Linked DNA regions of Mus musculus: region 2 is linked to region 1. The links are chromatin contacts, called in public Hi-C maps. All regions are on one chromosome and are shown on one strand. Each heading gives the region's core, a stretch centred on a gene start, on an enhancer-like site or on the middle of the called end of the contact. The rest is flanking DNA. Distances are from core to core; before and after follow the strand shown. Region 1 overlaps Gm35330 (a long non-coding RNA gene). Region 2 has its middle 4.0 kb from the start of Gm35464.

Evidence for each region. Hi-C and Micro-C count contacts between places; a contact is called where the count stands out from the background.
Region 2: a Hi-C map of uterus shows a contact between it and region 1, with 2.4 times the contacts expected there. The contact joins two enhancer-like sites. A contact is called at or near these places in 7 of 484 Hi-C or Micro-C datasets (CD8 T cells, conventional dendritic cells, cortical neurons and 4 more) and 3 of 115 datasets of contacts at active chromatin or transcription factors (CD8 T cells, embryonic stem cells and regulatory T cells).

What each region holds. Positions count from the first base shown.
Region 1 is chr13:5,711,261-5,716,414 of GRCm38.p6, reverse strand. All of the region lies in intron 1 of Gm35330 (a long non-coding RNA gene), which reads left to right. Among named protein-coding and RNA genes, the nearest start is that of Gm35330, 11 kb to the left of the region's middle. Within about 2 kb of position 2,059, at least 178 of the 459 cell types and tissues checked have an H3K27ac peak or open chromatin away from gene starts, as enhancers often do. A contact at or near this core is called in uterus, where this site is marked.
Region 2 is chr13:5,823,412-5,828,927 of GRCm38.p6, reverse strand. No RefSeq gene overlaps it. Among named protein-coding and RNA genes, the nearest start is that of Gm35464, 4.0 kb to the left of the region's middle. Within about 2 kb of position 2,602, at least 81 of the 459 cell types and tissues checked have an H3K27ac peak or open chromatin away from gene starts, as enhancers often do. A contact at or near this core is called in uterus, where this site is marked.

The DNA.
Region 1 (5,154 bases), core at 810-3,309:
GAGTCAGCCATGTGCTTGCAGACCCATAGCTTTGGCGAACAAGTCACAGCCTGTATCTCGTAGGCTACTTCCAGATGCCATGCTCTAGCCTTTGTTGTTCTGCAGACCCTAAATCACGTTTGCTCAATTTTACATTCCTAGAGTTCATTTTCAAATGCATACCCCTACCATATCAGCATAGAGACAGACAAAATTATTTGTGGGTTTAAAATGCTTAGCTGGGAAACACATTGCCCTAGCAGTTGTCAAATTATTAGTGTTGTCTGATCATGCTTTCTAAACATTTCTTCATTGAGCATATTGAGGACTATTTATGCATTTGTCTGTCTGATTGTCTGTCTGTCTGTCTATTATCTATCTGCCTATTATCTATCATCTACCTGTCTATCAAACATCCATTATCTGCCGTCTCTTTACTCTCTATGTGTCACCTATTTACCATCTCTCTCTCTTTCTATTACACATCTATTTATCTATTTGATCATCTATTGTTTCTCATCTATTTACTAATCATTTTATTATGTATTAATGTCAACTCTTATCTATTGATTAATCAATAGATCTATAATCACATCTATCAACATATGTTGATCAATTGGTCTATCATTTGTCAGTTTTCTACTTATTATCTATTGGTGTACATTCATATTTACCTGTTCATATTGATCTGTGTGGAAATGATACAACAAAAGAGCATTTAAAAACAACTTATTTATTTATGATTGGTGTAAGTTTTCTTTTAGCCTCTAACCACTTCTTCAAAGTCCACCAAAAATGAAGGCCAAGAGGCAGTGAACATATCTCAGTTGGCAGAGTACTTGCCTAGCACGCATAAAGTCCTGAGTTCAAACCCTAGGACTAGAAAGCCAAGCATTTCACAGTGCTGATTCTAGAAGTTGGATGAATAAGAAGTTCAAGTGATCCTAGACTACCAAGTTCAAAGGGCCATGTAAGACTCCTTTAAAATAATAAAAAACAAATCACCAAATAAACCAACAAAAGCTTTAAACAAAGCCAAATCTAGGACCCCTGTCTTAGTGCATAGACAGTTAAAATAACAAAGCATCAGTGTGTGACAACGGATGTCTTATCATAGCATCTCATGCTGACTGTTAATTCGACAGATGCTTGCTGAAGCTCTGGTAAATATCAGGCATAGGAATTCTCAATATCAGGAATTGAGAATTCAAAAAAATCCATTTCAGGTCCTCGAAGAAGCCACATGACTAATCAGTTGAGGTGAAATATGTGTCTTTCAAATATAATAAGAACTAATTGCCAATTCTGAGAATACTGAAGGCTGCCTAGGTCCCTTTCCAAGAAGCATGTTATCTGATGAGCATGTTTATTCTCTGGTCTCTGGTGTCCAGACCACATTCTCTAGGGCTTTTCCTTCACAGACAATAACAGTCTCCAAGGGATTATCCTGTGTGTATATTTGTGCTTTTCAGTGTCTGCCATGGCACTCTGTGGCTCTGTGATGTAAACACTTATCTTCAGGTCATGTGATTTGGTCTCCTCAGAGCCACAACATTGTCCTGGCAACAGCTTTGATAGTAGGGTAAGTAAACTGATTTATAGACTCTATCTGAAGCAGCACACATCAGGAACATTTATCATATTCTAGATGTAGTTGTAGATGAAGTTGACCTAGGTAGTTCCAGGGAGGCAAACATTTGAAATGAGTCCCGGAAACGTTTTTCATCTTGAATTGGCATTGAAATATACGGATCGGATGTCTTGGCTTATGTCTACGGGCTGTTCATAGGGTTAATTCTATTATGGAATGGCACTATTCTGTTTCTCTGCCCAGTGTGTCTAAAGTTACCTTCTGTAATGGGTAGTATACAGCTTTGGCCACCAGATGTAACTGTCCCTGACTTGAGCCGTAACAATAGCTCCAACCTCACTTGCGAAGAGCAACCAAAACAAGCTGAGGAAAACGCTTCCTTGCCGAAAGAACACGTGTTCCAGAACGCGAGCTGCAGCAGACAGGCTACGTTCTTCTGCAGTTGACATTCTTTCCCCACTGACTTATTTTTACTTTCTGTTTGACTTGGCTTGCTTTTCTTTTTCCCTAAACGGTTTCTTCAGTCCTTCCTCCCTGGTAGGGTTTCCAGAGTGAAAGTCCTTTCTGCCCACACTTCGCAGAACTCAATGCAGACTCTTGTCCAGGGTCACTTGACGTCAAGGCTGACTTTTAAGTTTGCCAGAAAGACGATCTTTAGGGAACAGTTGACACCATCACTTTCTCTCTTTAGCATACAGCTACAAGCTGCCGAAGTTTATAGTTTACAAATTGCATTTCTAAACAATTTAATAAAAGGAAGACAAGAGGAGACTTTGAACACTGACAACTAACTCTTTTAAAAGACTTTTAACATCAGCATGTGTTAATTCATTACTCACTCCTCTCCCTCTCTCCTTGAGTTTTAAAATGCTTTAAACATTCCATTGCTTTTAGAATGCATACTTAAAAATCATTTATTTCTATCCCCTGAGATCATTCTATATTGTTTACTTTGTATGCTTGGATGATGTGCCCTCTGGATCTTAATAAAATCTACTTGAAAGCTTACATTGTGCTTATTTATAATTTTGAGTCTGTAGAAATTTCTCCGTTTAACAATAACTTTCTTGACTCTGTTCTCTGACATAAAAAATGGTTCTTGAAACCTTCTCTCTTCTCTTACTATTTAATCCATCCCATGACACCTTTTCCCCCTCCCTTTATTTTTTTTAACAGCCTGTCACTGAGTATTTGTTTACCAAATGTTACTTTTCTTGGATAAAATCTATTTTTGAGGCCTGCAAAAGCCAACAACTGTTTGATGCTGTCAGGCTTCGCTTTTATTTATGCATGAATAACATAAATAACTTGAAAATGACCCTAGCCTGTTTTTCTCAGATTTAGAGAGAGAGAAAAAAGTGCTTCCGGGCAATGTTTATGCCAAACCTCCTCATGCCAACTTTCCGGTTTTGGTGCCAACTGGTGTTTACAGCCAAGTTGTAAACCTTTGGTAAACACGACCCGTAATAAAAAGGCCAAGACAACCTGAACCAGGGCACTAAGGAATGGGTGTAAGTTTACTCTAAGACCAAAATTCTAACAGGAACAGAAGTGGGGAGTCAGCCAACTATGAAGTGCTCTCTCCAACCCACTGTAGCATGGAGAATACACAAATGATGGGTTTGTCTGCTAAGATCCCATTAACCCCACTTAGGCATTTTATTGGTTTCCTTTGCCACTGATTCAGAGAAGCCCAGTGATAAATTCAAAGTACCAGCTTTTATGTTGCCCAGTGGTTTGTTGTTGTTTGTTTGTTTGGTTGGTTGGTTGGTTGGGTTTGGTTTTGAATGTAAACTCTAACCAGGAGTAGAGATAAGAGCCTTAGCCTTGAGATGCTGTGTTATGTTGATAAGGACTGGCCAGAGTGCTTAAGAAAGAATCAATAGGCCCTTTTAAAATAAATTCAGAGATACCCATCCATGCCTACATTTTTTGAGTATGATGTATTCTGTATGTTGTTTATAAAACGCAAAGAAAAATATGTTCTTTATTATTTTTATTATTACTATTACTGCTACTAGTAGTACTATTCTCTCATATATCTCATTTATTTCCCCCTTCCACCCAGTCTTCCCTCCTTTCCCTTCTCCAGATCTACTTCTCCATTTCCCTTCCGAAGAGGGCAGGCCTCCCAGGGATATCAACCAAAGGTGCCATATTCAGTTGCAATACTATGAGGCACCTCCTACTTTGTTAGGATTCTATTTAGTGTGTGTGTGTGTGTGTGTGTGTGTGTGTGTGTGTGTGTGTGTATGTGTATGTGTGTGTGTGTGTGTGTGTGTGTGTGTGTGTGGTATGTGTGTATGTGTTTGTGTGCATGTTTGGAGGTATGCACAAATTTGTGCCTGTACATGTGCCTATGTGAGCATGTAGAGATTAGAAATCTATGAGGTTGTGTTCCCTCGTCACTTTCCCCTTATTTTATAGAGACAGGTCTCTCATTGGACCTGGAAGCAGACTGTCTGGCAAGAAAGCCCCAGGGAGCCTCCTGTCTCTACCTACCTAGAACAGCAGCCTCCATGAGAGATTTTTATGTAAGTTCTGGATATCTAATTCAGGTCTTCACGCTTGAGGGAAGTACTCTACACACTGATTGCTTCACTGCCTCAGAGCCTTATTTATGATTCTGTATAAGTAGTTTATTTCCTTGGAGTGAGACCCAGGCGTCTAATTGGCCTCCAAAATTGAGCAGGGACATCTACTTCTCTTTAAAGTCTTCATCTCTGAGTCTTTCCTGGATTCTAAGTCCCGTGACCTGATTCATAGCTCCTGAGTTGCTGGTGGTTCTGGTTCTGGTTACCATGACCTGGTTCTGTAACCAAAACTGGTTTGGGGGGCCTGGTCCTATGTCCCAGTCCAATGACCTGGCTGATTCTCAATCCTGGTTCTTTGACTAGCCATGAGTCCAGGTCCTGTTACTGGCTTCTTGTCCTGGTCTAGTTTCTGCTGGCCCTGTGTCTTAGTCAAGATCCTGGCTCTGTGTTTTGGTCCTACCCTTGGCACTAAATCTTAGTTCAGCTCATTGTCCTGTGTCCTGGTCTTGTTTCTGGTCTGTGTTTTAGTCCAGATGTTGGCCATGTGTTTTGGTCATGCTTTTAACCCAGTGTTCTGTTTCTTTTCCTGTTCCTGGGTGCTGTGATTGGGTTTTAATTTCTGGTCCTAGATCCCAGATACTGGGAAGTGTGTACTTCGATGTTGTCTCCAGCCTCATTTGTAAAGAGGCACTGGCTCACTCTTCTGAGCTTTCCAGCAGCGGGAGAGGGTTTCTTAGGCTGCCTAGCCTCTATACCCTGAGCAAGCAATTGCCTCTACCTTAGGCTCCACCAACCACCAAAATTCAGACTCCTCTTCCCCACAGCTTCATCTGCACTTACAGTTATTACCATAAGTCTGTAGGCTTCAGTTAATCTGCCTAGGAAAAAAAAATCCTGGCCATTTTATTCTTTACCACCTGGGGATTTTTACATGGAGAAAAACAGGATCAGCTTTTGCCTTTCAATTTCAACCAATCAGTCATCACATTCATTGAAAGATGCCTGCTGTCCAATGCGGTGACCCTTCTTGTTCAAATTGAAGCCTTACTC
Region 2 (5,516 bases), core at 1,353-3,852, 110 kb before region 1:
TTTTTTCATAAACTATTTTTGGGGCATTCCCCAACAATCCATTTAGATACTGTGATATAGGGATGTCAACATCATGATTTTTGCAAATATACTTCCTTTCTGAAGGGATAGAGTAAAACATGTAAATATTTCCTAAGGCAGCTCATAAATCAGTGCTATATTTAGAAATATGACCAATAAGTTACAGTTATGTGCAAATAAATTATGAGTATATTCTTCTAAGGCATGATAGTACCCCATGATTTTCTGGAAGACAGACAGCTGTGACTTTTTTTTTTTTTGATGTTTTTAGCAACTTTTGTGCTGTACAAAAAATTTTGCATATATCATAAATTCCACTGGAAGCACCTAAAGAGGACATTTGTTCCTGACGAATCTGTACTTGTCATCTGGTCATCTGCTTTCAAGGCTGCCCTATTTGATTCCAGGATGCCAATCAGACTGGGCAGAGATATGAAATGCTTACATAACATAAACTTTAGGCATCTCTTCTTGCATCAAAAATAATAAGTAAATGGATAAACAAGTAAATAAAGTAATATTAAAAATATAGTAACAGTATTTTCTCTGAAACCACCGTGCTATCTTTCCTACTCCTTCTTGTTCCCTCCCTTCCTCTCTTCTCTTCCCTCCCTATCTGTTTGCCTCCTCAAATGTTATGTGAATCCCTTCCAGGAGAGCCCATGCTTTTGTTATGACATTATTATTATTGTTATTATTATTATTTTTCAATTTCTTACTCATTTCTCTCTTCTGAGTTGAACTTTGCTTCTTGATGTCTACATTCGGTCTATTAAATATAGTGTTTGACATAAATTAAAAGACTCTTAATGTTTCTACTGTTAAAGATCCATCAGCACAAAGAAATGAAACAAACAGGTTTCAAGTAAGAGGAACAGCCTCTTGCAACAGCGATCACCTTAAGGTCTGATGATCTGGACTTCTTTTCTTAGTGGATGCTTATGGGGTGTTTCTCTGGGTCATAATTCTGTTTCTTTGTGTGAGTCTTTGTTTAAAAAGGATTGTCGCATATTCTTATTCTAAACAGAATTAGTTTCTGAGAAGTTCAACAATTCTTTTCTCTTCCTTGAAAAGTGATTTAGTGAGCTATCAGCTACTCTGATTAGATAGTTGGCCAAATGGGCCCCGGATTAAGCTCAACCTCCAGCCTTGTGATCTTCAAACAGACTAGATGAAAAGAAAGGTGTCCTGGTCACAAAGCCTCCGTTGTAATGGGAATAGAGATTGTGTCACAATGGAGAGTCTTAATAGATGGCAAGAACTATCATTGATCTGTAATCCTTTGCTGTTCCCATGAGGAATAACAGATGTAGAAAAGCCTTTCTATTCCTGTATATCTCTAGGAGGGGAAGTTTTGATTCACTGTTTCAATTTAGATGTTATTTTTCTAAGTAGGACACAAAGATTTGAGGAGTGACTATAGAGTGCCTTATTATTGTCTTCTATTCAAGATTTGCTCAGACTTCTTATCTCATGGACACTCCTAAGAACAGCATGGACACAGACTCAGACTACGTACCTGTGAGATGCCAGAAAAGTCAGAGGCCAAGAAAAATTCCATGACTTCCTTCAGGCAACTTTACTGGTGAGGTGAGAATCTAGAACTGGACATGTTGTTTGCTATTGACTCCTTCCTAAGAGTCACATAATACATATAGTTTCTGTTCTACTTACTGGTCACTGTCCAAAAAACCAAAACCAGCCCCCCCCCAAAAAAAAACCCAAACAAACCAAAAACCCAAAAAATCTGAGACTTCATGGTTATTTTAGTTAACTGAGAAAAGAATCTTTAAATACACTTCATTCTGTCTCACATTGTATGATCATATGATTATAAATGTATCTGGTGATTCTGGATGCCAGGTAATAACTATTATTTAAATATTCCACATAAGAACAATATCTAAAATGGCCACCTGTTTTGTGTACTTATATACCCTATTATGTGGATACTTACATTTTAGTATTTAGATTTTTGTATTTGTTGTTCAGTTAACATCTGTTCTCACCTACAGCGAACATATTTTTAAAGAGAGACAGAAATACAAGTTGGACGGCTATCTCCTCTGTAAATCCTGCTTATTTTCACTATACTATCCAATCTTTTAGAAAGCTTTTTGGCTAACAAGCTGGTAATTTTATGTCATGATGTTTGTTTAGGTAAAAGATGAATATTTTATCTTCAAACCCGAAATCTAATACAGTACTCCTTACAGAAAAGCAATAACAGGAAATGTCAGTTAAAGCAGAGTTGACCATGAACTATAGATGCTGGAAAGTTGTAAAATAATTAAAGTACACTGTATCACTCTTATTTTTATCTTACGTGTCTGTGGCTAGATTCTATCACTCTGTTGAGTCTGTTTGATCTCTAACTAGAAGAAATTAAAGGGAAAGGAAACACCGAAACCCCTCTTGGATAGTCTAGTGAGGGCTGACGTGCAAGTGCCTCTCCCTCCTCGCAGAGATCTTCACTTACCCCTCTCCAAATCACCTTTATCTGGAATGGTCTGGCCAGAGCTCAGGAGCCAAATGCCTGGGCCATGAGATCATGAGGAAACCTTAGGGAGGAGGGGCATGGGTTGCTTAAGGGGGAGATAAAGTTTCAGAACGTGTGCGCAGGATTATGAAAAACCTTGGAATTTAGACTGAAATGTATGACTTCAGCAGACCTTTAACCCGAGGCTGCATTAGAAAAATTCAATTTACCCCAAACAAGCGTTAAAAAATGCAGAGTAGATGTCATATGGAAAGTGCAGGAGACAACAGCCTCTGGAATGGAATGAGGAAACTCTTTAAATTCAGAAAGGAATGAGGAACAGAAGGGTAAATCCAATGATAGAGAAATCGTGGCACACCAATGATACCCAAACTATGCACATTTACCCAGAGCCTTGCCTATTATTAAGGAGTTCAAGGATGCTTAATGTTAGCCTGGTGTTGGTTATGATTGGTTATGATTATGTATGTCATGTAGAAAGTTACCTTAACATGGATATCTATATTTTTGGCAGCAGGACAAATCAAAAATATATTATTCATACAGTGAACACTTTAAGTGACTTAGCCAAAGCTGGAAATACCCACAGGAAGCTGTAACAGGCACAGGACTAAGGTATCTTTGTGGGCTTAGCTGCTCCCATTACTTGAATAATTTGATGCCCACAGGCAGTGCTGAGCACAGTGGCTTTGGTTCAAGTCATAAGTAAATTGATGGTGAACTACATCTCTAGGACGTTCCCCCTGTAGGTCCCTCCTTAGTCTTATAGTGGATGAGGAAAACATGGAAGATTAGGTTGGAATTCTATCTGTCTGGTGGAATGAAGTGACTATTTCCATATCTATAGTTTTGGAAGATTTGTTTAAGAATTGGCAATTTCTCTACTACATTAGCACAGTTCCAAAAGAGTACCAATGAAATATTTATATTTCACAGTCCAACTAATCTCTGCTAGGGAGTCCTAGCCATGTATAATAGATTCACTTTCAAAGTTTTTCAAAGGGCAGAATCCAAGGTTGATTAGCTGTGGACCTGGCCTGCTTTGCCTCCACAAAGTACTTCTCTGGAGGCTCTGGTGTCTCGAAACCTGTTAAAATCAGAGTAAAGCCCTAGGCTCCATGCCAACACCTTCTGCCCACCAGGACCCTGAAAATATAAATTTCAGGATGCTTTTTAACTGGCCACTGCTGTTCTACTGTGTAGTAAGAGGAGATTAAGAAAACAAAACAAAACAAAACAAAACAAACATTTTAAAGGTAACCTTGGCTTTAGCTGACTATTAGAGAACATTACTTCGACTTTCTTTAAAGAATTCTTTTTTTTTTAAAGAAAACAGCATGTCTGCTGTTGTTATGTATCAAGCAACCTTTCTTCTAACATACCACCCCACATAGGTACTCACAGACAGACAGACAGACAGACAGACACACACACACACCCCTCTCTAAATTCAACCTATATTCTCTGTGGGTGAAGCTTCCGTAAAAATGAGAAAAACAGAGACAAGAGCTGAAAGGTAGCCGAGGAGTCGACCAGCAGCACCAGCAGTCAGGAGCAAGCTTTGGAAACACAATTGTGGAGTAAAGGAGAAGAGGGTCCAAGAGCTTGAACGGTGGACAAGGAAACAAAATCAGCTCAGAGAGGGTTAGAGACATTTGGTGAGCACCGCAGGATGGAAAATTCCAGCCTCATTCTCAGAGACTGTGCTGGAGTCACGCTTCAGGGTCTCAGGTCACAGGATTGCTCTCCTAGCACACCTTGCCTCCTATTTACTTACAACACAGCTGCCCAAAACCCCTGAGGCAAGTCTCTGTGCGTCAGAGGTGGTGAATCTGAGGGATAGGGGAGGTCAGAGGTTGGGTGGGTCAGCTGCTTCCTTTATCTCTTTCCAGACCCCCTGCTCATCATTCCTGAGCAGGCTTATCTTAAGTCTGTTCCTTCAGTTGCAAAACTATAGCCACAGCGACCTTGTTGTGGAACCAGAGCCTGCATCTGGCATGGATCTCCACTGAGAAAAGACATCAAGAAGCGTCAGCTGGATTATCAGGAAGTGAAAGACGCTAAGCATGGCTCTCAAGAAATAAAAAGAAAAGTCATGGATACATGCCTATGTTTACATGTGTGCATATGTATTTACCTCTGTCCCTGTATGTATCTGTGTGCCTCTGAATTTGTGCTTGTGCACATGTCTACGGGTAACCCTGGAGTGTCTGTATGTGAATATAGGTACATGTAACTCTCTTTGAAAGTACATATATGTATTTTACGAGTGCCTTTTTGGTTATGACTATGTGCATATGATCACATGTAGCATGTATGTGCACCCATCTTTATGTGTATTGAAAATAGACATATAAATAGATGTGTGTGTGTGTGTGTGTGTGTGTGTGTGTGTGTGTGATAGTGTATATGCATACATAACTGAGTATATATCTTTGTGGGAACTAGAGTCTATATTTATGTGTTTGTGTTTCTTCACGCATGCCTATTTTTATGTTACAAATGTATGAATGGGTACCTATGTGTGTTAATATGTATGTATTGGGTGCATATATTTTTGTCTATGTGTACGAATAAGATTGTAATTACATATATGTGCATATATGTGTCCACATGCCTGTGTCAACTAAATACAGGGAAGTCAATCTGTGTATGTATTTAGTTCTATGAGATTATAAGTGTATGTGTATCTAGTGTATTAGTGTATGACTGTATGCATGTGGACAGATATACAAGTATCCTTGCCCATGCGTGTGCTAGTGAATATGTACGTAATTAAGTGCACATTTGCTCTTCCTGTGGGCATGCATGGGATCGAGAAGGGAGAAATAGAAAGCTGGACTTGGGAACTCAGGGAGGGACATGTAGAGTTTTTCTGTTGACATTCTGTCTTCCTAGCTTGGGATGATTCTGCTTTGCATAAGGTCAGAGTGATGACATAACGCCTGCTCAGAACCTCCACAGCCAGACTTGCTGAGACTTTCTGCCATTGTGA